Linked DNA regions of Mus musculus: all the other regions are linked to region 2. A link is a contact called in public HiChIP or PLAC-seq and promoter capture Hi-C data. All regions are on one chromosome and are shown on one strand. Each heading gives the region's core, a stretch centred on a gene start, on an enhancer-like site or on the middle of the called end of the contact. The rest is flanking DNA. Distances are from core to core; before and after follow the strand shown.

Evidence for each region. Promoter capture Hi-C pulls out the DNA fragments that hold promoters and counts their contacts. HiChIP or PLAC-seq counts read pairs in DNA pulled down with a chosen protein or histone mark.
Region 1: a contact with region 2 is called in a promoter capture Hi-C map of embryonic stem cells. The contact joins two enhancer-like sites. A contact is called at or near these places in 11 of 39 promoter capture datasets (the C10 cell line, the HPC-7 cell line, cranial neural crest and 7 more), 2 of 115 datasets of contacts at active chromatin or transcription factors (both in embryonic stem cells) and 3 of 9 other capture datasets (adipose tissue, liver and pancreatic islet).
Region 3: a contact with region 2 is called in an H3K27ac HiChIP or PLAC-seq map of embryonic stem cells, with 5 read pairs. The contact joins two enhancer-like sites. A contact is called at or near these places in 3 of 39 promoter capture datasets (cranial neural crest, fetal liver and hematopoietic stem and progenitor cells), 2 of 115 datasets of contacts at active chromatin or transcription factors (both in embryonic stem cells) and 2 of 9 other capture datasets (adipose tissue and liver).

Annotation. Positions count from the first base shown.
Region 1 is chr10:63,047,883-63,052,047 of GRCm38.p6, reverse strand. Pbld2 (phenazine biosynthesis-like protein domain containing 2) reads right to left here. Exons shown (of 10, transcript NM_026085.2): 4 at 4,008-4,106. Among named protein-coding and RNA genes, the nearest start is that of Gm16143, 7.5 kb to the left of the region's middle. Within about 2 kb of position 2,752, at least 14 of the 459 cell types and tissues checked have an H3K27ac peak or open chromatin away from gene starts, as enhancers often do. A contact at or near this core is called in embryonic stem cells, where this site is marked.
Region 2 is chr10:62,894,367-62,898,352 of GRCm38.p6, reverse strand. The region is part of intron 2 of Gm51805 (a long non-coding RNA gene); the gene reads right to left. Among named protein-coding and RNA genes, the nearest start is that of Gm26479, 2.8 kb to the right of the region's middle. RefSeq lists a cis regulatory region at 1-3,986. Within about 2 kb of position 1,317, at least 12 of the 459 cell types and tissues checked have an H3K27ac peak or open chromatin away from gene starts, as enhancers often do. A contact at or near this core is called in embryonic stem cells, where this site is marked.
Region 3 is chr10:62,691,699-62,695,647 of GRCm38.p6, reverse strand. All of the region lies in intron 1 of Stox1 (storkhead box 1), which reads left to right. Among named protein-coding and RNA genes, the nearest start is that of Mir7215, 11 kb to the right of the region's middle. Within about 2 kb of position 2,642, at least 3 of the 459 cell types and tissues checked have an H3K27ac peak or open chromatin away from gene starts, as enhancers often do. A contact at or near this core is called in embryonic stem cells, where this site is marked.

The DNA of each region.
Region 1 (4,165 bases), core at 1,503-4,002, 150 kb before region 2:
GTCACACATGCAAGTTCCTCCCACTAAGCTATCTCCCCAGTTATCCTAGGTCTTTTTCATCTTTGACTGATGTCTCTCTGGCCAGTGGGGCTGGCCTTGAATCCTCGCTGTGGCCCAGAAAGGCTGTGAAGTTTTAATCCTCTCTCCTCAGCCTCCTGAACAACTGGACAACTTCACCAGCTAAACTTGTCTTCATTCTTCTTCTGTACCCCACACACAAAATCATTTTCTCATCCTGATCAGGTTTTATGACCAGAAAGAAAAGTGTCTCCCTAATACTTGGTCCTCAGCTAGTTGTACTGTTTTGGGGAGAGACATAGTTAACTGGGTCACAGGTGAAAGGGCTCACATGGGGGATTTTAAGAGGGACACTAAGACAGATTGTTCAGGAATTAGGAGTTGATTCTAAAGAATTGTTACCTTTTAGAGTTTGGGGGTGGTTTTATAGTAAAAGCCTTCCCAGGAAGGAGACAGGAAGTCTGCTACTTAAGGACTCACAATGACTCAGTAAGGTGCCTGTCAGTGTCTTGGGAGGAAAAGGACTTCTGCCCGTACTGTGGTCTGAGCAGTGGCTACGGTTCTAACATGACATCCTTACAAAGGGCCACGGGCCTCGGAGGGTTATAACGTGGCCAGCATCTGAGCCAAGGTTGTTGCTTCCTCTCTAAGTTCCGTGTTACTAGTGCAAGCTCTTAAAATCATGGTCCATGCCACCATGGCCACTGTGATGGTCCGTATCCCCTGTACCATGAGCCAAAACTTGCTTCTGTCAGATATTTTATTGCAGCAACAGAGAGGAAATTAATATACCAGATAACATGGTTGAGAGGGCTTGGCTAACTCACAACTGCATCTCCTGCCAGGCACAGACTCCCTCAAGAACCTAAGGACAGTTGAGTCTGTAGAAGACACTACTGGGTCTCCTCCCGCCATAGCCCTACCTCCACCTCTAGCTCCTTGCACCAGCTTTGTCTTATTCTTCACCTCTAGGTCCATGTCTAGCATCTACCTTCCTCAATGGTGAGTCACAACCTCTCTCGTAACTGAATGGAGATGTTGCAAACAATGTGTCAATAATACAGGGCCTCTGAACACCCAGCAATCAAAACTTAATTCAAAATCGTATGTGTAGTGAATAAAAAGCATTTCTGGCTGTGCTCACTTATGTTGTGGCATGGCATCACGGCCAACTTGTGACAAGCACACTTTCATCCCGCATGCCTCTGCTCCTCACACCAATGAAACACGTAGGCTAGATCTGAGACTATGGCAGATTATAAATTGCACCATTTCTACTACACATACCATGTGTTTCTCTTACAGAAACATAAGTTTAATTACCGAGAGCAAAGATGTTTCATATTTTTCAGTGGTCATTTGTCAGCATATAAGTATCAATTCAGTATCTCTTTGAATTTATATTACAATGTTTGATTTTATTTTCTATTTTCAGAAAAACAAGCAAACAAACAAACATTATGCTGGGCAGTGGTGGCGCATGCCTTTAATCCCAGCACTTGGGAGGCAGAGGCAGGCGGATTTCTGAGTTCGAGGCCAGCCTGGTCTACAGAGTGAGTTCCAGGGCAGCCAGGGCTACACAGAAAAACCAAAATAAATAAATAAATAAATAAATAAATAAATAAATAAATAAATATGTGTGAGTGTTTTGCCTGCATGTATGTCTGTGCACCACATGTGCACATTGCCCCCAGCAGCCATAAATTTCCTGGGTTACAAAGGATTTGTGAACCACCATATGGTTTCTGGGAATTGAACTCAGGACCTCTGGAAGAGCAGCCGGTGCTCTTAACCACTGAGCCACCTCTCCAGCCCCTAAAATGTTTGACTTTTAAAATTACTCTTTGAGTTTTAGCTACATGACTCGGCGGCTAAGGGCACCTTCTGACAAGACAAATATGTGGAGTTCAGCACCTCAGTCCACATAATGGAAGGAGAGATCAGACTCCTGAAAATGATGCTCTGAGCTCTACATGTACACTGTGGTATTTGTTTGTGCATACATAAACATTGATTAATTAATTAATTAATTAAAATATAATAAAAATTGTTTCAGGACTCTAAAGCCCTTTTCTGTTCTCTACAGGCATGGCCCATACATGATATACAGATAAACATGCAGGCAAAACCACTTATACTCATAAAAATAAATGGAAAAATTGGCAGGCTCCTAAGAAGGAAGGTCCAGGGCATCAGAGATAAAGAAGATAGAACATTAGTCTTGCATAAGCTATGTCCTATGCCAAGCAAGCTTAATTAAAAAGTATATAACCTTATATACTAGTTCAAGAGGTAGGGGATAGGACAAAGTCAACGGAAACTGTCATACAATGGGGTGAAGTCATCGGGGAGCTAAAGAGACATAGGGTGAACATGGGTTCTCTCCAGAGCATCAGAGACAGAGCACACAGTAACCTAGGGATTGACAACTGTAGCCTGTACAGTGGGAAGAGTTGGGTCCTTGGGATCTGAAGCCACAGCTCCCCCAAGGCCCTTACCAGCTCCAGGCTATTACCAGCTCTGCCAACCATATTCCAGGTTTTAGAGAAGGAGCTGTGTTCTATATAGCAGAGGCTCCACATATCAGAGCCTCAGGGAGAGCCTTAGATCAGTCTAGCCTTCAACAACAACAGCAGCAGCAGCAAAAGCAATTGTTTTTAGTTGCTGTTTGAGGAGCTGGGTGTGGTGGCTCACAGCTACAACCGAAGCACCAGGAGACAGAGGTCAGAAGACTGAAAGTCTAAGTCCCTCCCACCAGGCCCAAGTACCAAGTTCCAGGCCAAACAGAGTTAGGTAGGAAGAGCCTGTTTTTTTTTTTTTTTTTTTTTTTGAGACAGGGTTTCTCTGTACAGCCCTGGCTGTCCTGGAACTCACTTTGTAGACCAGGCTGGCCTCGAACTCAGAAATCCACCTGCCTCTGCCTCCCGAGTGCTGGGATTAAAGGCGTGCGCCACCACGCCCGGCTGTTTTGTTTTTTTAAAACAGAGGATATGGCTCAGTTGGTAGAATGCTTGCCTAACATTCATGGAGCTGGGGTTCAATCCCCAGCTCTGCATAAAAGGTTTGCATTATGGAAAGCCTGTAATACCAAGACTTGGGCGAGGAAAGGAACTAAGAGCAGAGTTCAAGGTCAGCCTGGAATAAGAGACCCAGTCTCAAAAAAAAAGTATGACTTTAAGATCTACTAAAGGCTAGGTAGCAGATGCCTATCTAACCAGCCACTTCTGCTGTTGCTAATGGTACAAGGAAACTTCCTCATGCCTGAGTTGACTGCATAGTCTGTTATGTTCTGTGTTTTGCTGTTCCTGGAAGCCAATCACAATCTTCATTTTCCAGACATTACACTATATGCCAAGTCCATTCTGGCCATGCAAATCCCTCTGCCACATGTAAATAAATGAAGTTATTAAAAGAAATTCATGGGACTAAGCCATGGTGGTACATGCTATAATTGTAATACAAGGAGCCTGAATTTTAAGGCCACCATCATCTACATAGGAAACTCAATGCCAGCCTCAGCTAAATGAAACCCTATCACAAAGCAAACAAACAGCCGGGGCCTAGCAAACACATAAGTAGATGCTCACAGTCAGCTATTGGATGGATCACAGGGCCCCCAATGGAGGAGCTAGAGAAAGTACCCAAGGAGCTAAAGGGATCTGAAACCCTGTAGGTGCAACAACATTATGAACTAGCCAGTACCCCGGAGCTCTTGACTCTAGCTGCATATGTATCAAAAGATGGCCTAGTCGGCCATCACTGGAAAGAGAGGCCCATTAAACACGCAAACTTTATATGCCCCAGTACAGGGGACCGCCAGGGCCAAAAAGTGGGAGTTGGTGGGTAGGGGAGTGGGGGGGAGGGTATGGGGGACTTTTGGGATAGCTTTGGAAATGTAATTGAGGAAAATACGTAATAAAAAAATATATAATAAAAAAAGCAAACAAACAAACAACAATAAATAAACAAATAAGCAAAGTCCACCTTACTTCTTTTTTGAAACAGCACAGCTGCAGAAGCCAGCGTGGCGTGGCCACACAAGGGGAACTCGGCCTCTGGGGTAAACCACCTCAGCCCAAAACGGGAACCTTACAAGGAGAAAAGGTTAAAGAAAAGCAAGGTCAAACCACACAGTCAGGTTAGAACA
Region 2 (3,986 bases), core at 68-2,567:
CCTCCCCGACTCCTCTCCTAGCTCTGCAGATCAAGGACAGTAGCCAGCCAAGGGTGTGGTGACTGTGGAGGTCACCTGAGAGGAAACAACCCTCCCCCTGAAGGGTAAAAAGAGATATTGACTAAATTATCTTTGGAAGTCTAGGCTGCTCACCTACATTAAAGGACTATGAATCAAAAAAGAACCCCTCCCCCAGCTTCTGTGCTTCCAGCTGCTTTGCCCTGTGCTTCTGCCCTGTGTCTGAGCCTGGCTGGGCAGCACCTTTTGTCTTTACTCATGACTCCCTTTATGCCTGGACCTTGGGATGGTAATAGACATCCTTCTGTACTGGGGACTACATTTATTTATTTTTCTTGGAATTTGAATCACTTTTTTTTAAAATTAATTAATTAATTTATTTATTTATTTAATGTAAGTACACTGTAGCTGTCTTCAGACGCACCAGAAGAGGGCATCAGATCTCATTACGGGTGGTTGTGAGCCACCATGTGGTTGCTGGGATTTGAACTCTGGACCTTCGGAAGAGCAGTCGGGTGCTCTTACCCACTGAGCCATCTCACCAGCCCATTGAATCACTTTCTATTTGTATTGAGCACAGAAAATTTGTATTCCTGTAGGGCAATGATGGCATCCGCCTTTCATCTCTGGTTGCATAGTTCAGGTTGGATTTCTGAGTTCCATGCCAGCCTGCTCTACAGAATGAGTTCCAGGGCATCCAGAGCTAGAGGGAGATTTCTGAGAACAAAGTTAATAGTCTTGTATCCTGTTCTTCCTTAACCCATGTTGTCCCTGGAATGTGATTTTCCTGCCCCTCCCTGGCCTGGTAAACAGGAGTGGGTTTACTGTAATTATTCCTCATGTTATGGTTATTATTCAATGTTTTTGTGCACAATTGTCCTTGTGACTTTACATAGCCTGAACTCATATGACCTTGACTAACCCTCAGAATAATCCTCAGAATATAAATTGTATAATGCCCTGAATAAAGATGGTTATTGCTTGAGACTTTACACCTCAGTTTTAGGCTCCACTCTCCCGCGGGTTCAAGCCACTGACTAGAACACTAACAGTAGACCAGGCTGGCCTTGAACTCAGAGATCCAAGGGTCTCTCCCTCCCAAGTGTCAGAATTAAAGGCAAGTACACCACCCCAGGTCGAGAGAGCTTTTAAAAATTAAGTATGTATATTTGAATGGGTGTGATTGACAGCATTGGTAAGGCGGGGCCTTTGTCCTTGAGAAGGTCTGTTGTGGCTCTGGCTGACCTGAAAGCTCCCTGTGGAGCCAAGGGTGACCTTGAGCTTCCAGTCCTCTTTGTAGGTGAGTCTGCAGCACTTTAGCAGGTTACAGGGTTACCTAGTTAATTAACTTGATATAGCGTCTCCTGTAGACCAGGCTGACCTTTAATTTGCTATGGATGGCCGGCCTTAAACTCCTGATCGTCCTATTTGCTTCCTGAGTGTTGGGATCACAAAACTGAAACAACACCTCCCTCCTTTGGTCTTGTGTGGTACTGGGGATGGAACTGGGTAAATGTGCATGCTACACAAGTACTTAACCACTTGATCCACATCCCTAGTATTATATGTAAGGTGACTCAGAGCTGAGAGATGGAGAAAAAAAAAACGGCTATCCTGATGTGCAGGGGACACTGGCATTTATCCTAAGGTAGGGTGGGGGTGGGGGGAAGGTTGCACTCAAAAATAGCTTGTACCATACACACAGATAGCAGTTATACAATTGTTTTGCATGTATGTGCACACATATGTGTGTATATGTGTGTGTGTATTTGTTGCTCTTTGGTTGATTTGTTTATTTCTCTGAATGTCCTGGAACTTGATCTATATAGCCTCTGACACCAGAGTGCTGGAATTAAACGTATGCACCATTTCCATCTGGCTTAAAATGGAACATATTTAGTTATGTTTACTTAATGCTGATGTCTAAGATGAAAGAAAGCATTACTATGATATTAGCTAATTAAAATGTCCTTTGTATTTTATTTAGCTTGTACCTGTGTTCCTGAGTGTGTCTGAGTCTGTGCACCTGAGCATGTATAGGTCAGAGGTCACAGGACACTTGTAGGCAGTCTGTTCCCGGCTTCCTTCCATTCTGGGTGGAACCGGGAGATCTAATCAGGTCACCAGGCTTGGCTGCAGGCCCCTTACTCACTGAGCCATCTCACTGACTCCATGTTTTATTGTACTAAATGTGATATTCATACATTCATATAACGTGTTTATATTAAATTCACTTCCTCCAATTTGTCCTTCCTAATTTCTCTATTTTCCCTAACAACACACCCACGATTTTTCCTTCCTAACTTCCTCTTTCTTTATGTTTTGGATTTTATTGTTGTTACTGTTCAGTTTTAGTTTGACACAGGCTCTCACTGTGGCTAGTCTCTTGCAAGTCTGTTGCTGAGGTGGGCCTCAAACTTGGGATCCTTCTGCCCTGCCTCAGTTTCCTGAGTACTGGATGGATATGCATCACTGGCTTTGGTTTCTTCTTCTAACTCTTTTCCTTCTCTCCTTAGCATGGAATTTGAAGAGCTTCATCTGCTTCTTCCTTTAGTCACAGGGAAAAAGTGGACTACACCCAGCCTAGGTGAAGCTTTACCGGAGACGCCTCTTGTTGAGGTGGCCAGTTGATAAAGATGTAAATGGGATTGGGAAACAAGAAACCCTGTGTGTGCAGGTGCAGACCAGTCATTCCTTGTTTTGGAGTTGGATACAGGAAGTACAGGAGGTCAAAATCGTTTTGGGCTACTTAGTGAGTTCAAGGACTTTTTGGGTTACCTAAGACCTTGTTCAAACTAAACAAGCATAATGCTCTGGAGAAGTGGCTTGGCTCGTGGTTCCGTGGTAGAAGCACTGGTCAGTTTTGTAGAGGATCTGGTTTTAGATTCCAGCACCCACGTGGTGGCTCAAAACCCATACATAGCTATAGTTCCACAGGATATGATGCCCATTTCTGACCTCGTGGGCACCAGGCACACACATGGTACACATACATATATGCATGCATAACTCTCTCTCCCCCTCTTTGTATGTGTGTGTTTATGTATATATATACACACACACATATACACACACAGATTAATCTTTTTTATATAATGTATTTTTAATTTTCTTCATTAGTGTTGCCTGCATGTTTGTCTGTGTGAGGGTGTCAGATCCTCTGGAACTGGAGTTACAGACAGTTGCAAGCTGCCACATGGATGCTGGGAATTGAACCCTAGGTCCTCTGGAAGAGCAACCAGTGCTCTTAACTGCTGAGCTGTCTCTCCAAAGTTAAAGCAATGGGCTGGAGATACAGTGTTGGTTCACAAGCATCTGGAACTCCAGATACAGGCAGCTGGGCTGAAGACTCTCCTTTGGCCTCTGTGGGCAACGGACACATATCCAGTACATATTCATACGTGCAGGCAACACAGCCACACATATAATAAGTACATAGAAATTAAAAAGAAGTCAGGCATGGTGGTGCATGCCTTTAATCTCAGCACTCTGGAGGCAGAGGCAGGCGGATTTCTGAGTTTGAGGCCAGCCTGGTCTACACAGTGAGTTCCAGGACAGCCAGGGCTACACAGAGAAACCCTGTCTGGAAAAACCAAAAAAAAAAAAAAAAAAGATGAGAAGGGGAAAAAACAAGGAAGAATCCCACCCCGCGGTTTGATTGCCTTTTCTGGAGTTAAGGATGTTAGTGAATCACCATGTGAATGCTGGGAGCAACTCCTGTGCCAGGAATGCTGCTCTAGCCATTGATCCATCTCTCCAGCTCCTTCCCTCTGCAGTTCACACTGAAGTCCTCTTCTCCTTCCTATTCTTGTGTGTGTCCCTATTCTTCAGTGAATGTACCCTTGTGTGTTATTGATATTGCTGTTATTTTGAAACCTCTGTGCAGGTCTCCCTGGTTAGCCTCAAACTCCCTCTATAGTTAGGGATGGTCTTGAACTCCTGCTCCGTCTGCTTCCATCTTGTCAAAT
Region 3 (3,949 bases), core at 1,393-3,892, 200 kb after region 2:
TTTTGCTTTGTTTTTTTGTTTGTTTTGTTTTTTGTTTTGTTTTGTTTTGTTGTTGTTTTGGTTTTTTTCAAGACAGGGTTTCTCTGCATAGCCCTGGCTGTCCTGGAACTCACTTTGAAGACCAGGCTGGCCTTGAACTCAGAAATCTTCCTGCCTCTGGCTCCCAAGTGCTGGGATTAAAGGCATGCCCCACCACTGCCCGGCTTTGCTTTGTTTTTTGAGACAGGATCTCTTTACATAACACTGGCTGTCCTGAAACTCACTATGTAGACCAGGCTAGCCTCAGATTCACAGAGATCCACCTGCCTCTGCCTCCTGAGTGTTGGTATTAAAGGTGTGCACCACCACCCTCAGCTTTCACATGCCTCTTGCATCTGTATGGATGTGTCTTTCTTTAGTTTGGTGAGTCCTCTTCTCTAATCTTGTTGACCATGTGGTCAGTGCCATTGCCTTTGGATTCTTCTCCCTCCTCTATCCCTAGCATTTAAAGGTTTGCCTTTCTCATTGTGTCTTACATTTTCTGTGTAGTCCTTTCCCGTTCACTTGTTTAGTTTGTTCTTTTTTCATGTCCCTTGCTATTTTGGTCTAGAGAATCTGTTTTATCTTTGAGACTTAATATTCTGCCTTCTGCTTGATTCACTACTTGTAAGACTTTCCTATGTGTTTTCTAGTTGGGCTCTTGGGTTTTTCAATTCCATCTTCATTTCAGCCCAAGTCCCCTTCAGCATCTATCTCTGTCCTGAGGAAGATTTTCAGGTCCTGGTTGGGCTTTGATGTTCTCACCTAGCCTTGGTGTCACTCCTCACTCTTTAAGGTCTTTTCCCTTGATTTCATTGAGCTGCTTCTCGAGTCTTCTTTAACTGTCTTGAAGTCTTTAAGGAGGTTCATGATTGTTCTTCTAATGTCTGTATTCTGGAGTCCATCTAGGTCATTCTGACTGGCAAACATTTCTATAGGACTGGTAGCTTTGGGAGAGATATACTGGCTTGATCTTTTGTATTGTTAGTATTCCTGCAAAGGGATCTATCGGGGCATGTGGAGTTTTGTTAGTTTTAAGTTTGTAAGGAGCAGGGTGGGTCTAGGGGTTGAAGTGGCTTAGGTAGAATGCAGTCGGGTTGACAGAGGGGACTGGGCTGGCATACAGGATGTGCTTCCTCTTCCAAGCTGGGAGGGTGGGGGTAGAAAGGTGTGTATGAGTGGGAAGTTTAGATATGATGCTGTAGGTGTCCTGTAGTAGGTACGGGGGATCCCCACACAAATCTTCACTCTTCTGGAGTCAAGGCTGAAAAGGCCAGGCTATATTGGAGAACTCTTGGGGATACCCAGGTTAAATCTTGTAGATTGTGGGAAAGGCTTAGATGAAGAGGTCAGGGGTACTGGCTGGGTTAGACCCTGGAGGAGAACTCAGGAAGTCTGGGTGTGGAGTAGTTTGGTAGAGGTAATGCAGAGTCCTGTGGGTGGATATAAATTTGGATTTTCATCAGCTCTGTCCCCAGCCAATGGTGGTGAGACTCTGACCTGAAATGAATCCCTCTCTTTAAGTACTTATGGTCTTACTCAGCTACAGCAAAGAGACATACATATAGGTAGGGTTGGATAGAGGAAGTAAGCCCTGTCAGGCAGAGTGGAGCAGAGTGTATGCAACACACACTTAAATTTTTTTTTTGGTTTTTCGAGACAGGGTTTCTCTGTGTAGCCCTGGCTGTCCTGGAACTCACTCTGTAGACCAGGCTGGCCTCGAACTCAGAAATCTGCCTGCCTCTGCCTCCCGAGTGCTGGGATTAAAGGCGTGCGCCATCACTGCCCGGCACACTTAAACTTCTTACCAAGGTTTTTGTTTGTTGGTTTATTTTGTTTTTTCAAGGCAGAGACAAAGTTTCTCTGTAGCCTTGGCTGTCCTGGAACTCAATCTATAGGCCAGGCTACCCTGCCTCTGTCTCCCGAGTGCTGGGATTAAAAGCACCCCATGCTTTAGCATGAAAGTTACCTGGCTTCTAAACTTTTTCCAATATGCTTTCATTTTGGCATGTACCTATAGAACAGTTTCCCGATATTTACATTGTTTAAATTATGTTTATTTACTTTGAAGGGAGGAGAGTGTGCCTGCCAAGGCATTTGAACATGTGGAGGTCAGAGGACAACTTGTGGTAGTCCGTTCTTTCTATCATGTGGGTTCTGTGGTGGCAAGCATCTCGAGTCACCTGCCAAACCATCTAATGCCCCAGCTTATTGGTGATTTGTTTAAATGGTTGTGTGTGTTTTAATGGGTTTCCACCAGACTTTTTTTTTTTTTTAAAGATTTATTTATTTATTATATGTAAGTACACTGTAGCTGTCTTCAGACACACCAGAAGAGGGCGCCAGATCTCATTACGGATGGTTGTGAGCCACCATGTGGTTGCCGGGAATTGAACTCAGGACCTTCCGAAGAGCAGTCAGTGCTCTTAGCCGCTGAGCCCTCCACCAGACTTTCTTTACTAGCTTTCTAATACTAACTTTCTTTACTAGCTTTCTAATACTGACTCTCTGAAAGTGGAACCAAGTTAGTTATTGTACAAATACCACAGGGTAATGTAAGGAACGGATAAACCACTCTTCAGTGGGAGGCTGGAGGCGGTTCCACAAAAACCTTCTCAGCTCATACGCAGGACAATGGCCGCTGCTTCTTCCCTTCCCAACAGGGGTGGGCAGGACACTGGATGAGAAGGCTCCGCCGGAGTCTTTCTTTCTCCACCTGTTTTGGAATGTAAATACATCTCTCTAGAGGTCAGAGAAGCACTGGTGCCTCCAACTTTTTGACTTAAGACATGGGTCTGAGCCTCCTGCTCCTTGGCAGTGTAAACACACGCCTTTAAGGTTCAGAGAGTCGAATGGAATTCTCTCTCTCTCTCTCTCTCTTTCTCTCTCTCTCTCTCTCTCTCTCTCTCTCTCTCTCTCTCTCTCTCTCTCTCTCTCTCTCTCTCTGGCTGAGTTTTCCAAGCCTCTAGGAACTCAGGTTTCTGATGATGCATTCAGAGTGGTCTAAACTTGAAGAAACACAAAATTCTCTTTTGTCTGTAGCACACAATCGTATCCCTTGGGCTCTCCACAGTTGATTGCTATTTAGATTCCCACAATACACCACTCCTCTCTGGTTTTTTTTTTTTTTTTTTTTTTTTTTTTTTTTTTTTGTACCAGGGTCTCATGATGTAGCCCTGAATTCCCTATTATAGACCAGACTAGCTTTGAATTTACAGAGATCTGTCTGTCTCCCCCACGTGGGCTGCTCTGTTCCAGTCTGATGAGCAGATATTAGGACCAAATTCGCTGTGGGTTTGTCTTAAATGGCACCCACCCAGCTAGTGCCTGCAAAACTCCAGAGGCAGGAGGATAATGTTAATTTTAATTCTACTGTCATGATATCAGCGTCCCTCTCCAAGACTTCCAATTCTGGTCATTTGAGCAAAGCTCATTTGCTATATAGATCTACTTTAAAAGCCTGTAGTAGAGCTAGAGAGATGGCTCAGTGGTTAAGAGCACTGACTGCTCTTCCAAAGGTACTAAGTTCAATTCCCAGCCACCACATGGAGGCTCACAACCATCTGTAATGGGATCCAGTGCCCTCTTCTGGTGTGTCTGAAGACAGCTACAGTGTACTCACATAAAATAAATCTTTTGTTTGTTTGTTTTTGGTTTTTTTTCAAGACAGGGTTTCTCTGTATAGCCCTGGCTGTCCTGGAACTCACTCTGGTAGACCAGGCTGGCCTCTAACTCAGAAATCCGCCTGCCTCTGCCTCCTAAGTGCTGGGATTAAAGGCGTGCGCCACCACCACCCAGCTAAATAAATCTTAAAAGAAAAATAAAAGCCGGTAGTAGAACTGTTCTGGATAGTTCTATGTCAACTTGACAGAAGCTAAAGCCATCTGAGAGGAGGAGGGCGGATCCATAGGATGCAGTGATTGTACTTTGG